Regions from separate parts of the Mus musculus genome. Here region 2 is linked to region 1. The links are chromatin contacts, called in public HiChIP or PLAC-seq maps. All regions are on one chromosome and are shown on one strand. Each heading gives the region's core, a stretch centred on a gene start, on an enhancer-like site or on the middle of the called end of the contact. The rest is flanking DNA. Distances are from core to core; before and after follow the strand shown. Region 1 overlaps Nfkbil1 (nuclear factor of kappa light polypeptide gene enhancer in B cells inhibitor like 1). Region 2 overlaps 4833427F10Rik (RIKEN cDNA 4833427F10 gene).

Evidence for each region. HiChIP or PLAC-seq counts read pairs in DNA pulled down with a chosen protein or histone mark.
Region 2: a FOXA1 HiChIP or PLAC-seq map of pancreatic cancer cells shows a contact between it and region 1. The contact joins two enhancer-like sites. A contact is called at or near these places in 2 of 39 promoter capture datasets (hippocampal neurons and liver) and 1 of 115 datasets of contacts at active chromatin or transcription factors (pancreatic cancer cells).

The regions. Positions count from the first base shown.
Region 1 is chr17:35,218,604-35,225,992 of GRCm38.p6, reverse strand. It overlaps Nfkbil1 (nuclear factor of kappa light polypeptide gene enhancer in B cells inhibitor like 1), which reads left to right. Exons shown (of 4, transcript NM_010909.5): 3 at 4,635-4,856; 4 at 5,017-5,818. The coding sequence ends at 5,603. Among named protein-coding and RNA genes, the nearest start is that of Nfkbil1, 13 kb to the left of the region's middle. Within about 2 kb of position 3,587, at least 58 of the 459 cell types and tissues checked have an H3K27ac peak or open chromatin away from gene starts, as enhancers often do. A contact at or near this core is called in pancreatic cancer cells, where this site is marked.
Region 2 is chr17:35,779,954-35,787,342 of GRCm38.p6, reverse strand. 4833427F10Rik (RIKEN cDNA 4833427F10 gene) reads right to left here. Exons shown (of 3, transcript NR_045459.1): 3 at 6,656-7,320. Among named protein-coding and RNA genes, the nearest start is that of Gm32409, 5.1 kb to the right of the region's middle. Within about 2 kb of position 3,177, at least 54 of the 459 cell types and tissues checked have an H3K27ac peak or open chromatin away from gene starts, as enhancers often do. A contact at or near this core is called in pancreatic cancer cells, where this site is marked.

The sequences.
Region 1 (7,389 bases), core at 2,338-4,837:
CAGGTGGAGGGATAGGTGCTGGTCTTGGAGAAGCTGGTGGTTGAGTGGGACCTGGCGTGGCCATCAAGTCTGTCGCCTAAGGCTGAGTTCAAGGGAGGCCGGTATGAGAGGCACCTGTTCTTGTCCCGTGCTGAGGCCATAAAGGAGGGATTTTTTTTTTCCTTAAAATAACGCCAAAGAGATCCAAGTGTAGGACAGGAGTGAAATGGTGTGTTGTGCTGTGGCCAGCCTAGTCTGGCCAGATTTCATTACAAAGGAAAATAAGGTTTTGTTGGCTGTGTCTTTTGAGAGGTTGAACATAGAGTTTAAAGAATGTGAGTCAGAGGTCATGAAACCCATCATACCAGAGATGCGCGCTCATCCAGAAGGCCTCGGAGGGCAGCAGGCCTCTTTCCAGTACTTTCCAGTACTGACTTGACTGAGGTGCCCAGAACCAGGGCATCCTCTGAGAACAGAGACCTCCTGGTCCGTGGGGTGAAATCCAGTTGGTCAGGCCAGACTGACCTCAAAGAGAGACACACAAATAGCTGGCCAGAAAAGGGGGTTCACTGCCCCTGAGAGAGTGAAATTTGGGCTACCCACGGGTCTCTTTATTCAGAAAGTCTGGCTGGGAGGAGGGAGATGAGCAGAGTTTCTTATATGGTTGTCTATGGTGCTGAGGTTCCAGCCCCCAAACCTGTCCCTTTTTCCGTGTGGTCCCTCCTCCCTCTGAGTGGAAGTGCTGTGCTGTTAAAGGTGAGGAGAGACTTACACTTTTGTCATCAAGGAAAGAGTATTTCTTCCACAGAACTTTGCATATTCGCTTCCCTGTGTGAAAGGGTGCTCCGGCAAACATGATGGCACAAACCTCGCAGGAAGGTGGGCAGGAAGAGAAGATGTTAGTGAACATTAAACGCATTGATTTAGGGGCTGGAGAGGCAGCTCAGGGGTCAAGAGACCACAATGCTCCTGCAGAGGACCCAGGTTCAGTTCCCAGCACCCAGGTTGGGCAGTTCGCAACAGCCTGTACCTGCTCCCCGTGAGAGAGTACCAGGACAGACGGGTATGTAGAGACCCTTGTATTTTTCTGGCTACTAGTTATATTTTTCTGGTACTTGTTATATTCAAGTACACTATAGCTGTTTTCAGACACCCCAGAAGAGGGCGTCAGATCTCATTACAGATGGTTGTATTATTTTGTGAGTAACCTGTTCATGTCTTCATTTATTTCCTTTGGAAATTTTTTCATATTTGTACATATATGAAAATACTTTTTAAAAAGTATTTAATCCTTAGGGCAGGAGAGAGGGCTCAACAGTTATGAGCACTTGACTGCTCTTCCAGAGGTCCTGAGTTCAATTTCCAGCAACCACATGGTGGCTCACAACCATCTGTAATGAGATCTGATGCCCTCTTCTGGTGTGTCTGAAGAGAGTGACAGTGTGCCCTCATACATAAAGTAAATAAATACATCTTTGGGGGGGGGGTACTTTAAAATTTATTTCATAACTTCATTCCAGCTTTAGGAAGGTAGGTGCTGGCAGAGGCCAGGCGAGGAAATGAAACTCCCAAAGCGGCTCTATTACCCACACATCTCTCTGTTCAGAAAAGTCTGGCTGGGACAGGGAGATGGGACTGGAACTCTCTGTAGATCAGACTGTCCTGAAACTTAGAGAGATCCGCCTGCCTCTGCCTCTCTGCCTCTTCCTACCAATTACTGGAATTAAAGGCCTGTGCCACTATGTCCGCCCTAATAAAACCATTTTTTAAAGATATATTTATTTATGTATCATTTATTTTATGTATATGAGTACACAGTAGCTGTACAGATGGTTGTAAGCCATCATGTGATTGCTGGGAATTGAACTCAGGACCTCTGTTCACTCTGGCCCAAAGATTTATTTATTGTTATATTCAAGTACACTATAGCTGTTTTCAGACACCCCAGAAGAGGGCGTCAGATCTCATTACAGATGGTTGTGAGCCACCAGGTGGTTGCTGGGATTTGAACTCAAGATCTCTGGAAGAGCAGTCAGTGCTCTTAACCACTGAGCCATCTCTCCATGAAGGGTTGTCATGCATGCATGCACAGTAAAGCCCAGCAGGCTTGCACATGTTCTGACTTAGAACACCCACCCTCGGCAGATATGTGTCCATGTCCACACTCGTGCAAGTTTAAGGCTAAAGGCTTTGGAGACACAGTCTGACAGACAAGGTGAAGAGAGGTCTGTGTCTCAGCTCACAGTGGAACACTCATTACAGTCATCAAAGAGTGAAACAAACGGCAGGTTCCTGGGGGAAAATAAAAGATAAAAAGCCATGAGGAGGGAGAGCTGTTAGTTCACCCCAGCCTGACTCCACAGTGAAACCTGTCTCATAAAAACACCAAGATGAACAGCTAGCTGCTGCTGTCAGCCTGTGTGGGATGTGTATGCCCCAAGGATTCTGTTAGTTTCAGTTGGATGTGGTGACCCATAACAAGGTAGGAGAGTCACGAGGTTGAGACCTAGTCTGCAGTTACAAAATGAGCTCTAGGACACCCTGGGCTGTGAGACCCTCTCACAACACACACACACTCACACACACACACACACACACATACACATACCATAGCCAATAAAATAAATCGGGTATTTCAAAAGAAAACAAAAACAAAATGAAGCCAGTTGCCAAGATAGGCAAATACCTCTGAGTAAATGGGCATAGTGTGGCCACAGCTCCAATAACTTGCCGTGTGCACAATTGTATGGAGCAAGGTAGGACTCGAGGTTGCAGCAGACTGTTCGCAGTTATGATGTTAAGCTGGATATGTTGGTATACACACATACACACACAAAATAAAAAGACAGAGTTAAATCTTCCATATGAGCCTGGGCCTACTCAGAACATATAAACACACACATAAGCACACACTATGCACTCACACACTCAAACACACTCTGTACTCTCACATAAATACACTGCATTCTCACACATAAACTCACTGCCTCACACTCCCATAAATACACACTATGTATTGACACACTCATAAACACACACTGCACTATTGCACTTGCATAAACATACATTATGCACTCTCACACACAAACTCTGCACTATCACACTCACATAAACATACACTGTGCACACACATAAACACTGCACTCGTATAAACACACTATGCACTGTCACACACTGCACACACAAACACTCTGCACTCACATAAACACATACACTTGTTAACATAAACATACTGCATGCTTATACACACATAAACACTGCACACTCACATACACACATAAACACTGTGCATGCTCACACTCACATAAACACACACTGTGCTCTCACACGCTCCATACACAGTCACACCCTGCAGTGAGCCCTAGTGGGAAGAAGTTGAAGGACGGAAGCCAGAAGCAGGTCTGCTAAGTGGGACAGCTCGGGAGGGTTTGTGGCAGATCACAGCAGGAAGCCTGCCTTGCCCTGCTCCCTGATGTGGTTTCAGAGTGGATTGGCACCTTGGCCTGCTGTGTAGGCCCTTCCATCCTGCTGGCAGTTACAGGTCAGCCCTGCCTCTGTGCCAGCCTCCTGGTAAGTGAGCTAACTTCCTGGAACCAGCAAGGCCTGTGTCCCATTTCCTTCTACTCTAGGAGAGGAAGTAGGGCCCCGGCCCGAATGCTGCCCCAGCTGCTCGCCTCCTTCTGGCTCCTGATGGAGGCAGGTGGTGGTCCCAGCTGCTGGGCTTCCCTCGGTAGGGTGAAGCGATGGCATCTGGCTCCCCTCAGTTTACCTGGTGCTCAGGCTCAGGAGCAGGCACCCAAGGTGCTCGGTCCTTCCCTGCCCTTGGCCACCATCATTTAGGAGGGACTCACTCTGCGCTGGCAGCACCTGTACGTCACTGCCACCCTTCCCTCCCCTGGGGAAGGCTGGAACATTCTCCTGAAAACTTTTATTTTACTCAGATTTATTGGGTAGAAACAGTAAATGTACTACTATGTTTGTGTGTAGTGGTGCAGAACACAGTGTTTTGATATTCTTTATTATTATTAATTTACCGTATTTGGACTTTTTGAGACAGGATTAATCCTGTAGCCCTGGCTGACCTGCAACTCACTCTGTAGACCAGGCTGGCCTTGAACTCTCTACCTCCTGAGCACTGGAATTAAAGTGCCACCATGCCTAATGTGATAATCTTAATATGTAATTTTAGATGAGAACAATAGTTTGTAATATGTATATAGTGATAATAGCTTCAAAATAAAAATAATCAAAAGAGGGCTGAAGAGATGGCTCAGTGGTTAAGAGCACAGATTGCCCTTCCTGAGGTTCTGAGTTCAATTCTCACCAACCACATGGTTGCTCACAACCATCAGTAACAGGATCTGATGCCCTCTTCTGGTGTGCATGAAGACAGCGACAGTGTACTCACATACATAAAATAAATAAAATCTTTTTTTAAAATAGTCAAAGGAATTTGAAGTCGTCCTAGGTGCCAAGGGCAAGAAAACGCGGTTGTAACACTTAGAGCAAACTGAGATTGTCTGTGGGGAGCAAGTCAGAGCGTTCAAAACTCCACACTCGTGCCTTATGTGATTGTTAGTGGCTGTCGAGTTAAGAAAATCCAAGATGGCAGCCTCGCGGAGCCCCAGCTGACTGCTCACTGTCTCTGCCCCTAGCTTACACGGACTTCTTCCTGCCGCTGCTGAGTCGTTGCCCATCTGCCATGGGGATAAAAAATAAGGATGGGGAGACTCCTGGGCAGATTCTGGGCTGGGGACCCCCCTGGGATTCTGCCGAAGAGGAAGAAGATGAGGAAGTTTCCAAGGAGCGGGAATGGCGGCAGAAGCTACAAGGCGAGCTGGAGGATGAGTGGCAGGAGGTCATCGGGAGGTTTGAAGGTGAGGAGCCCATTGCCACCCCCAGCCGCCCTCCCTCCTGCCCCTGCCCTGTGTCCTCTACTCCAGGCCCAATGCATGTGGCCTCTTGATTTTACTCTTTGTCTTGTAAGTCCGCTAATCATAGCCTCTCTCCGACAACCTCATCCTACCTCCTGAACAGATGATGCCTCCCGGGACACGCAGGAGCCCGAGTCCTTCTCAGCCTGGTCAGAGCGCCTGGCTCGGGAGCATGCCCAGAAGCAGCGGCAGCAGCTGGAGGCAGAGGGATCCTGCCGACCTCCAAGGGCTGAGGGCTCCAGTCACAGCTGGCGACAGCACGAGGAGGAACAGCGGCTTTTCCGAGAGCGAGCCCGGGCCAAGGAGAAGGAACTGTGTGAGAGCCGAGCCAGGAGGGCTCAAGAGGCTCAACGGGACAAAGGGCCAGAGCCTCCCAGGGCTGGGCCCAGGGCAGAACACCCACGAGGGGCAGAGAGGGGCAGCCTCTGGCGCTTTGGCGATGTGCCCTGGCCCTGCCCTGGTGGAGGGGACCCAGAGGCCATGGCTGCAGCCTTGGTGGCCAGGGGCCCCCCTCTGGAGGAACAGGGGGCTCTGAAGAGGTACTTGAGAGTCCAACAGGTCCGGTGGCATCCTGACCGCTTCCTGCAGCGATTCCGAAGCCAGATTGAGACCTGGGAGCTGGGCCGAGTGATGGGAGCTGTGACAGCCCTTTCTCAGGCCCTGAACCGCCACGCAGAAGCCCTCAAGTGACCCTAGGGAATAAGCAAGAACCTGTGGGGATGTAGCCTCAAGAATAGACGGAAGGAAGCAAGGTCGTGGATGGGGATGGACAAGAAGGGGCAGCTGCGGCACAGAGAGGAGAGGATATGGGACGGCTAACGTAATGGTTGTGGGGGTGGGGTGGGGGAGGCTCTAACCACTGCTCTGGACTGCCATTTCCTAATAAGACTTGGTTCCACACCTCACTCCAGAGTCTCCTCTGTTTTTTCCATTGCTATGGTTTTCATCACCCACGACATCTCCTTTCCCGCCCAATTGTTGAAACCCACAGCTCCCACACACCTGCGGTACAGTCACAGTGCGCTCTCAATGGAGACCAGAAGCCCCTGCCCGCCCTCCTTCAGAAGGCCTGGTTCATCCTCCAGACCCTCTCAGCTCCCCACCCCACCCCCGCCGGGGTCCTGACAAGGTTGCAGTTGAAGAAAAATGTGAACAAGAGACAGAAAAAGGAACAACCCCTCCCTCCATCTCCAACCACATCCTCACCCCTGCTCAGCTCAGGGCTTTCCCTCTGCTGAGTCACTGAATGAGCTGGGTTGGGGGCAGCAGGGCTAGGGGACCACGAGGACCTGGGAGGATAGAGGATAGAACCAGAGGGGATGGAGGAAGAGCCCTGTGGGGGAGGGAATTTCAATTTCTAAAATTAGAAGCAGGAAGGAGGCTGGAAAGGGCCAGATTATGTAACCTGGGTTGTCTGTTCTTGGGCAACTAGAGATCCACACCCGAGCCTATGCGGGCTTCTAAGCCTTGTCTCATCTTCTCTGGGTCTCCAGTCCTGATACCTGCTGTTTGCCTACCACACCCAAAATCTGGACTTCAGCTCTGGGCAATCCAGGCTTGGCCTAATACATAAACATCTATTTTCCCAAGAACCTGTAGTCGAGGTCTTAGGGATGGGAGAGAGAAGCTCTGAGGCGTGGAAGATGGAGAAGAGCATCCACACCACTTTTCAAATTCAGGTGCTCTCTAGAAATGGAGAAACTACGCAAATCCCCCTGCCAACACCTGAGACACAACCCGGTCCTCAGTTTGTTTTTTCAATAATTGAGGCAAGACAGGAAAGAATTGCGCGGGTGTGCGCTGTGTGTGGTCCAAAAGGTAATGGTCAGGCTACAGCTCAGGCCTACCCTAGAGGTCCCCGAATTGCACAGGATGAGGTGTGGTACCAGAGACCCTCAGGGATCATCTGGAGGCTAGGAAGAGGCCCAAGCCCCCTGACCCCAAGACTAGGCAGATGCTGAGCAGGGGAAGGGGGCAGCTCTGTGAGAGGAAGCTGCCGAGATTCAGATTCGGAGAAGAGACCTGGAACTGTAAGCAACCCAGGCATCCGGTTCCTCTCACAGGCTGGGGATCTCGGAAGCGGCATGCAAAGAGCCCGTACTGGAGTCAGGGACCCGTGAGCAGGGGTGAGGTGGGGGACCCGTGAGCGGGGGTCAAGGGGGTGGCCGTGCTCCCAGATCTTTCATTCTGGAGCACTTAGTTTCCTCTTCTACATGAATTACATGAAACCGAGGTAAGATACGCTAGGATACCCTGCCTACCCCACCCTAGCCTCCCTCCCTAGCCTTCTCTGGTGTGTGTCCCCCAGGCCTGGTGGGGGTTCCCCTGAGATAAAGGCTGTTCACTTTCTCTGACCACATGGTTTCCGCTTCTGCATCTCTCATTTCCTAGGCCGATAAAAATACTGAGTCCCAGAGGCCCCGGCTTCCTCTGACCCCCTGGTGCCAGGCAGCAGGCATCCTGTCCACCATGGTGG
Region 2 (7,389 bases), core at 1,928-4,427, 560 kb before region 1:
CAGGACAGCCAGGGCGATACAGAGAAACCCTGTCTCAGGGGAAAAACAACAACAATAAAAAGGATGGTGGACAGGGGATGGGTTTAAATCTCCTCCAGCAACATCTCCTCAAAAAAGGTGGGGGCCATCTTAGAGACTGAGCCCTTATCCTGAGGGATTTGATCCCATCTCTAGAATAGGTCAGGACTGAATCAGATTAGAATACTTGGGAAGGACAGTTCATTATGAACTTAGTGTAACAACTTGTTTAAAACTAACAAGCAATAAAAATGTCTCCTCCCTTCTCGGGGCAGCTAGGACAGATCCCTTTGTTCTTATCCTTATGGCTTTGGCCTTTTGTATGTTTTTTTTTTTTAAAGATTTATTTATTTATTATATGTAAGTACACTGTAGCTGTCTTCAGACACACCAGAAGAGGGCGTCAGATCTTGTTACAGATGGTTGTGAGCCACCATGTGGTTGCTGGGATTTGAACTCTGGACCTTTGGAAGAGCAGTTGGGTGGGGTGCTCTTACCCACTGAGCCATCTCACCAGCCCCCCTTTTGTATGTTTTAGAACAAGCAGGAAGAATCTGGCTAGGACCTGGTGCTGGTTTAAAGGGGTGGGGGTGGGGGGCTAGTACTCTGCCTACTCATGGACTCTGGACCTCTGGGGACTAAGAGACGAGAGGCATGTGCATGTTTTTCAGGGCACAGGAACCCCTCAGTCTGTTCTAGAGCTGCAGAGGGGACAAGGAACGTTTAGAGCCTTGGCACAATCCCAACCCTAGCTAGCATACCAGCTCAAGAGCCCACTCGGGGTACCGGCCTGTAATCCCACTGTTCTGGGAGTAGAGGCAGAAGGATCAGACCAGCCTGGGCTTCATGAAACCCTATCTCAGCACAACAGAGCAGAACGTGGAGCCAGGAGCTGGCTCAGTGGAAAAAATGCTTGCTAGGTAAGGATGAGAATATGAGTTCAGATCCCAAGAATCCAGGTAAAAGCCAGGTAAGAGGTAGGTGCCTTCCAGGGTTTCTATGGTCAGTGTCTTAGTTAGGGCTTTACTACTGTGAACAGACACCATGCATGCTGTGAACAGGCAACTCTTATAAGGACAACATTTAATTGGAGCTGGCTTCCAGGTTAAAGGTTCAGTCCATTCTAATCAAGGCAGGAACATGGGAACATCCTGGCAGGCATGGTGCTGAAGGAGCTAAGAGTTCTACATCTTCATCTGAAGGTTGCTAGCAGAATACTGACTTCCAAGCAGCCAGGATGAAGGCCTTTTATAGCCCACACCTACAGTGACACACCTGCTCCAACAGGGCCACACCTTCTAATAGTGACACTCCCTGGGCAGAGCATATACAAACCATCACAGTCAGCCAGCCTAGCTGACACCACAAACTCTGGGTTCAGTAACCAGCTAAGTCTCAGAATAACGTACAAAGCAATAGAGGGTGACATCAAAAGTCAACTTCTTGATTCATCACATGTCCTTGTGGGTGAGTGACCTGCATATACATGTTCACATGTACATTACACACACACACACACACACACACACATACACACACACACACACACACACAGGAGAAAGAGAAATATCACATTCACAGAAACACATGCACACTCACACTAAAAAGGAAAAATAAAAACCTGAAATCGGGGCTGGCAAGATGGCTCAGTGGTTAAGAGCACCGACTGCTCTTCCAAAGGTCCTGAGTTCAAATCCCAGCAATCACATGGTGGCTCACGACCATCTGTAACGAAATCTGATGCCCTCTTCTGGAGTATCTGAGGACAGCTACAGTATACTTACATATAATAAATAAATAAATCTTTAAAAAACAAAACAAAAACAAAAAAACAAAAACCCTGAAATCACTAAAGTCCTGGGATCCTGTTCTGACTCCATTCTGTGTTTAGATCTCAGCCTTCCCGTCCTCAATAGTCACATCTGCCTTGGTGACACATCTGAGATTTCCATGGCCTGGGCCACAGTCTAAATATACTAACTAGATAATAGACAAGTTATGTCTAAAATAAGCGCTATCTCCTGCCAGGAATGAACGTTTCAAGGTTGCTCCATTAGACTTGATGTGTCTTTCTGGGTTTTGCTTTTACGAACTGTATCCCTAAACTCAGGCACTAAGAGACTTTTCTGAGGGCTCAAGCTCACTCTTGGGGTTGTCAGTTGGCTGAATCAGCATGTTGTTAACTATCTCTGGTGGATGGTGGATAGTAGCAAGACAGTAGCAACAAAGATCAAACAGAACAGAATACCTACAAATGGATGAAACCAAAACCAGCTTCCCGGGCAACTCTACAGCCTGCTGACTTCCCAACACAGTTGTTGGTAGCCTTTCTTTTTCCTTTCTTCTGTCTACCTCCTCTTCCTCCCTCCCTGTCTCCCTTTCTCCTTATCTTCCTCCTCTCCCTCTTCCTCATTCTCTTCTTCCTCCTCCGGCTCCTTCTCTACCGCCCATGTCTGTTCCTTCTCTTATTCTCCTCTCCTCTCTTCTGCTTCTCCTCTTCCTCTTCCTGCTACACACCCTCTCCTTTCCTTCTGCTTCCTTCCTTTCTCTCTTTCTGCTTCTCCTTTTTTCCCTCATCTTCTACTCTTCTTGTCTACCTCCTTCTTCTTCCTCCCCTCCCCTTTTTTCTCCTTCTCTCCCTCCTCTCCTTTCTTCTCTCCCTCCTCCCCTTCCTCCTTTCCCTCCTTTTTTCTCATCATCTTCTCTTCCTCCTCCCTTTTTTCCTTCCACTCCTCGTTCTCCTCTTCCTCTCTCCTTCTTCTCCTTTCTCTTTTCTTCTCCTCCCCGCCTCATCCTCCTCACCATCCTCCTCCTCATGCTAGTAGGACTTTGCTTTGTTATTTGCTGTGACAGTCTCCCTGAGTGGACCAGGTTGACCTTGAACTTTCGGTCTGCCTATTTCATTCACCTAAATGCTGGATGCAAGGTTGTTTTGTTTGTTTGTGACTTTCTTGGTTTCACAGATGCTTTTCGTGGGTCATCAGAAACAGCCACATATGGTAGTGCGCCTGTAACCCCAGCAGTAGGAGGTTGGAGAAGCAGGGGACCATTGTCAACTCAGGGCCAGCTGCCAGCTAATGGCCAGCCACACTGTGAGCTCCAAGCCAGCCAGATCAATATAGTAGCACTGTCACAGACACCGGAAACAGCTGGCGTGGGAAGATAGCCTAGGTTCAGAGGAGCCCAAGGCATTGGCATGGAGTACGCAGGGCTAGCCATACAGACTCTTCTATTTGCTGTGGGCGGCATAAGCCTGGGCTTTGTGTATGACACAGAGGGGGTGGGGTCTGCCAGACACAGAGCTCCAGCTAAAACCAGACTGCTTGTGACAGAAACAGGACATTACGCCTCCCAGTAGCCTCAAGCTGTCTGGCCTTCCCAGGCATGGGTATGTGTTGTGTCTGTATCTTGGTAGCAAAAATTCCTGATGAAGACTTGAGGAAGAGTTCATCCTGGTTCGTGGTTTTAGAGGGCACAGTAACCCATCATGGTGACAAGGGAATGACAGAGCTCATGGTGGCAAAATCTGACCATGCGGTGAAGATCAGAAACCAATCCTGGAAACAGGGACGATTCTAACCCCCTAAAATCCCTGTCAGCCATGTCCCACGTCCTAATGGCTGATTATGCTCCAGCTTGAGGGGTTCCCCTGCCTTAACATCTCATGCACGGGGATTATAGCTATCTATGGATCACCACACCCTGGCTTGTTTTTTTTTTTTTTTAACCATCTAGTAGATTTTATAATAAAAAACGGTTTATCAGAATTTAAGATACTCATGGGTATGGTCACATGTTTTTAGTGCCAGCACTTGAGAGGCAGAGGCAAGTGGATTTCTAGGCCTTGAAGGCCAGCCAGAGCTACATAGCGAGACCCTACCTCAAACAAAACAAAACAAAAAACAAAACAAGAAAAATTAAAATGAAAACTGGGCATGGTGGTGTGTACTCATAACCCAAGCATTTGGGAGGCTGAGGCAGGAGAAGCCTTGTAAGCTGGAAGCCATCCTAGGGTTCCCAGAGAGCCGCCATCCCAAAACAAACAAGCAAACAAACAACTTAAACCACAGCAATAAACTCATCCGATTGCTCAGTTCTTCCCATTCCAGGACAGCTGGGGATGACAGGAAGAGCCTGTAACCCAGGCCTGAGCTGGGAAGGACAGGGTCAGGGAAGGACAGGGATACTTCCCAGCTGCCTGTCCTTGTGTCCTGAGGGTAACTGGAGAGGAGACCAGGCTGTGTATCCTGATGATAAAGGTCAGGCCCATTGCTGGAAAGTTCCTTCACTCTGTCACGGGGCACCCATTCAACACCTATGTTGTAAACACTGGGCTTTGGCGATGAGCAGGACCGTGCTTCCTGACTCTCCAGTGAGGACCATGAGTTTAAAGCAGGTATGTATATGTAGGGGTATGTTTGTATGTGTGTAAGTATATGTGTGTGTATACGTATGTATGTATGTATGTATGTATGTATGTATGTATGTATGTGCGTGTGTATGTTGGCACACTTGAGTGCCTTGGCACATACACAGAAGTCAGAGGACAACATGCAGGAATCTATTCTCTCTGTCTACCATGTGGATTCAGTCCTAGGATTGAACACAGCAGGCTTGGAGTCAGGTGCCCTTACCCACTGAGCTATCTCAATGGCCCATTAACCAACTCTTTGGTAACTACAAGCAAAGCTGTATTATAGACTTCAGGGGGCTTCAGATCCCCTGGAGTTGGAGGTCCTGGAAGTTGTGAGCAACCTAGTGGAGGCTCTGGGAACTGCACTCCAGTCCTTTGGAAGAACAGAAAGCTCTCTTAGCTGCTGAGCCACCTCTCCGGTCCTAAATTAGTTCTTCTGGCAGTATTGGGAATTAAACCTAGGCCCTCACACATGTTGGCAGTGCTCTACAGCTGAACTACAGACGTATGTATGTATGTATGTATGTATGTATTTATTTATTTATTTTCTAAGGTAGAGTCTTGCTGTATAGCTCAGCCTGGCCTAGAACTCTACATCTAGAGAAAATGGTTTGGAACTTGTGGCAATCCTCCTGCCTCTGCTTCCCAAATGCTGGAGTTACAGACATGTGCTACACACTCAGCTTCTTTATCTGCTTCTGTATTTATTTACCTGAACAATTGTGTTGGTATGTTGTCCAGGCTGGCTTTGAACTTGGGAACTTACTTGCTATATTAGGGTCATCTAGAGGAACAGAACTTATAGAATGAATCTATGTATAGGAGGGAAATTTATTAAATGGCTTGCAGACTGTGGTCCAGCTAATCCAACAATCTCTGTCTACCAATGAAAGGTGCAAGAGTCTATTAGTTGAACCTGGGCTCGTAGGGGCTCACAAAGACTGAAATGCCATCCATAGGAGTGACCTGGGTCCTCTGCACATCTGTAACAGTTGTGTAGCTTAGACTTCTGGTGGGACTCCTAACAGTGGGAGCAGGGGCTGTCTCCGATTCTACTACAAACCTTTGGGACCCTTTCCTTCTACTGTGCTGCCTTGTTGCTTTAATGGGAGAGAAGGTGCTTAATCTTACTGCAGCTTGATACGCCGTGGCTGGTTGATATCCATGGGAGGTCTGTCCTTTTCTAAAAAGAAATGAAGGAGTGGATGTGGGGTATGGAGGGGAGGTGGAGGGAATGGATTGGGGGAGAGGAGGGAAGGGGAGGCTGTGGTCGGAATGTAAAAAACAAAACAATCCAGTGGTTGTTCAGTTCAGGAAACACTGGAATCCTGAAGAGGTAGGTTCTTAATGCCAGTTCAGGAATGGACTCACCACTGAGGTGAGAGCAAGCAGGCAAAGAGAGCAAGGTTTCATCTCCCATGTCCTTTGTGTAGGCTGCCAGCAGAAGGTGGATCTTCCCACAAAGACCCAGTTTAGAAATGGGTCTTTCTGGGCTAGCGAGATGGCTCAGGGGGCAAGAGCACTCACTGCTCTTCCAAAGGTCCTAAGTTCGAATCCCAGCAACCACATGGTGGCTCACAACCATCCAGAATGAGATCTGACGCCTTCTTCTGGTGTGTCTGAAGACAGCTACAGTGTACTTACCTATCACAATAAATAAATCTTTGGGTCGGTGTGAGCAGAGGTCCTGAGTTCAATTCCCAGCAACCACATGATGGCTCACAGCCATATATAAAGCTACAGTGTACTCATATACATAAAATAAATAAATGACTCTTAAAAAAATGAAAAAGAAATGGGTCTTCCTACTTCAAATGATTTAATTAAGAAAAAAAAATTTCTCATAGCTGTGCCTAGCCATTTGGGTTTTAATTGATTCCATGTATAGTCAAGTTGGCAGCCATGAATAACCACAGCAGATGCATCCCCAAACTTTCACATTTCTGGGACTAGACCTGTGTGAACAGGTATGTGCCTACAGGTATGTGCACTGGAATTAAAGGTGTGTGCACTGGACCTACAGGTGTGTGCACTGGGCCTACAGGTGTGTGCACTGGGCCTACAGGTGTGTGCACTGGACTATAGGCGTGTGCACTGGGCCTGGCCCTATCCTGTCTTTGCAGCAGGTTGTGTGTTTCTCATTGCTAAGTTTTGAGAGTTCTTTGTGTGTTTCCTTCCACTTCATGCTTAGGTTCTCTGAACAGGATCTTTTGCATGGTAAGTGTTTACTTGCCTTTTGTTGTTTAATTTTTTTATTGACACATAACTGAGGCGCAGCAAAGCATGAGAATCTTAAGTGTGCAGCTGGTGAGGCTTTTCCTGCTGCGATAGCATCCAGAGGTTTTTCTCCTTCCTCTTTCCGATCAATATGCAGCGCTCTTTCTTTCTCTGACCAGCCAGCCACAGCTTCTGCTTCTCTCACCACAGATTGGTTATGCCGGGAAGGTTTCTGTCTCTCGTCTTCCATCTTTTGAGACAGGGACTAATTGCGTAGACCCAGTTGGCCTTAAACTCACAAGAGATCTGCCTGTTTCTGCCTCCTAAGTATCTAGATTAATTTATCTTTTGAGGGGCCAGGAAAAAGGGTTGAGACGAGGTTTTCTACGTGGCTCAGGCTGGCCTTGAACTTGCCTCGGCCTCCCAACCTGGAATGGTCTCTGTTAAATGTCTTTCTTGGGTGCTGCCAGCCTTTCCATCTCTTGAAGGAGACACCGACACCTATCAGCAGATGTCATTCAGAGGCTGGTGAGAAAAGTGTGGGTTCCTGAGTGCCAGTGAGCCAGGCCCACAGCAGGCTCAAGGAAGGAAAGAGCCTCAACCTCCAGTGAGGTGGGTGGGCAGTTCTCCAAACCAAAGGACAGGAATTCAGCCTTTGTCTCGAACAGTTGCTGAAAGTAAACAAACCACAAAGCTTTGAATCTTGGCCACCAAATATGTAAACTGAGAACAATCATATC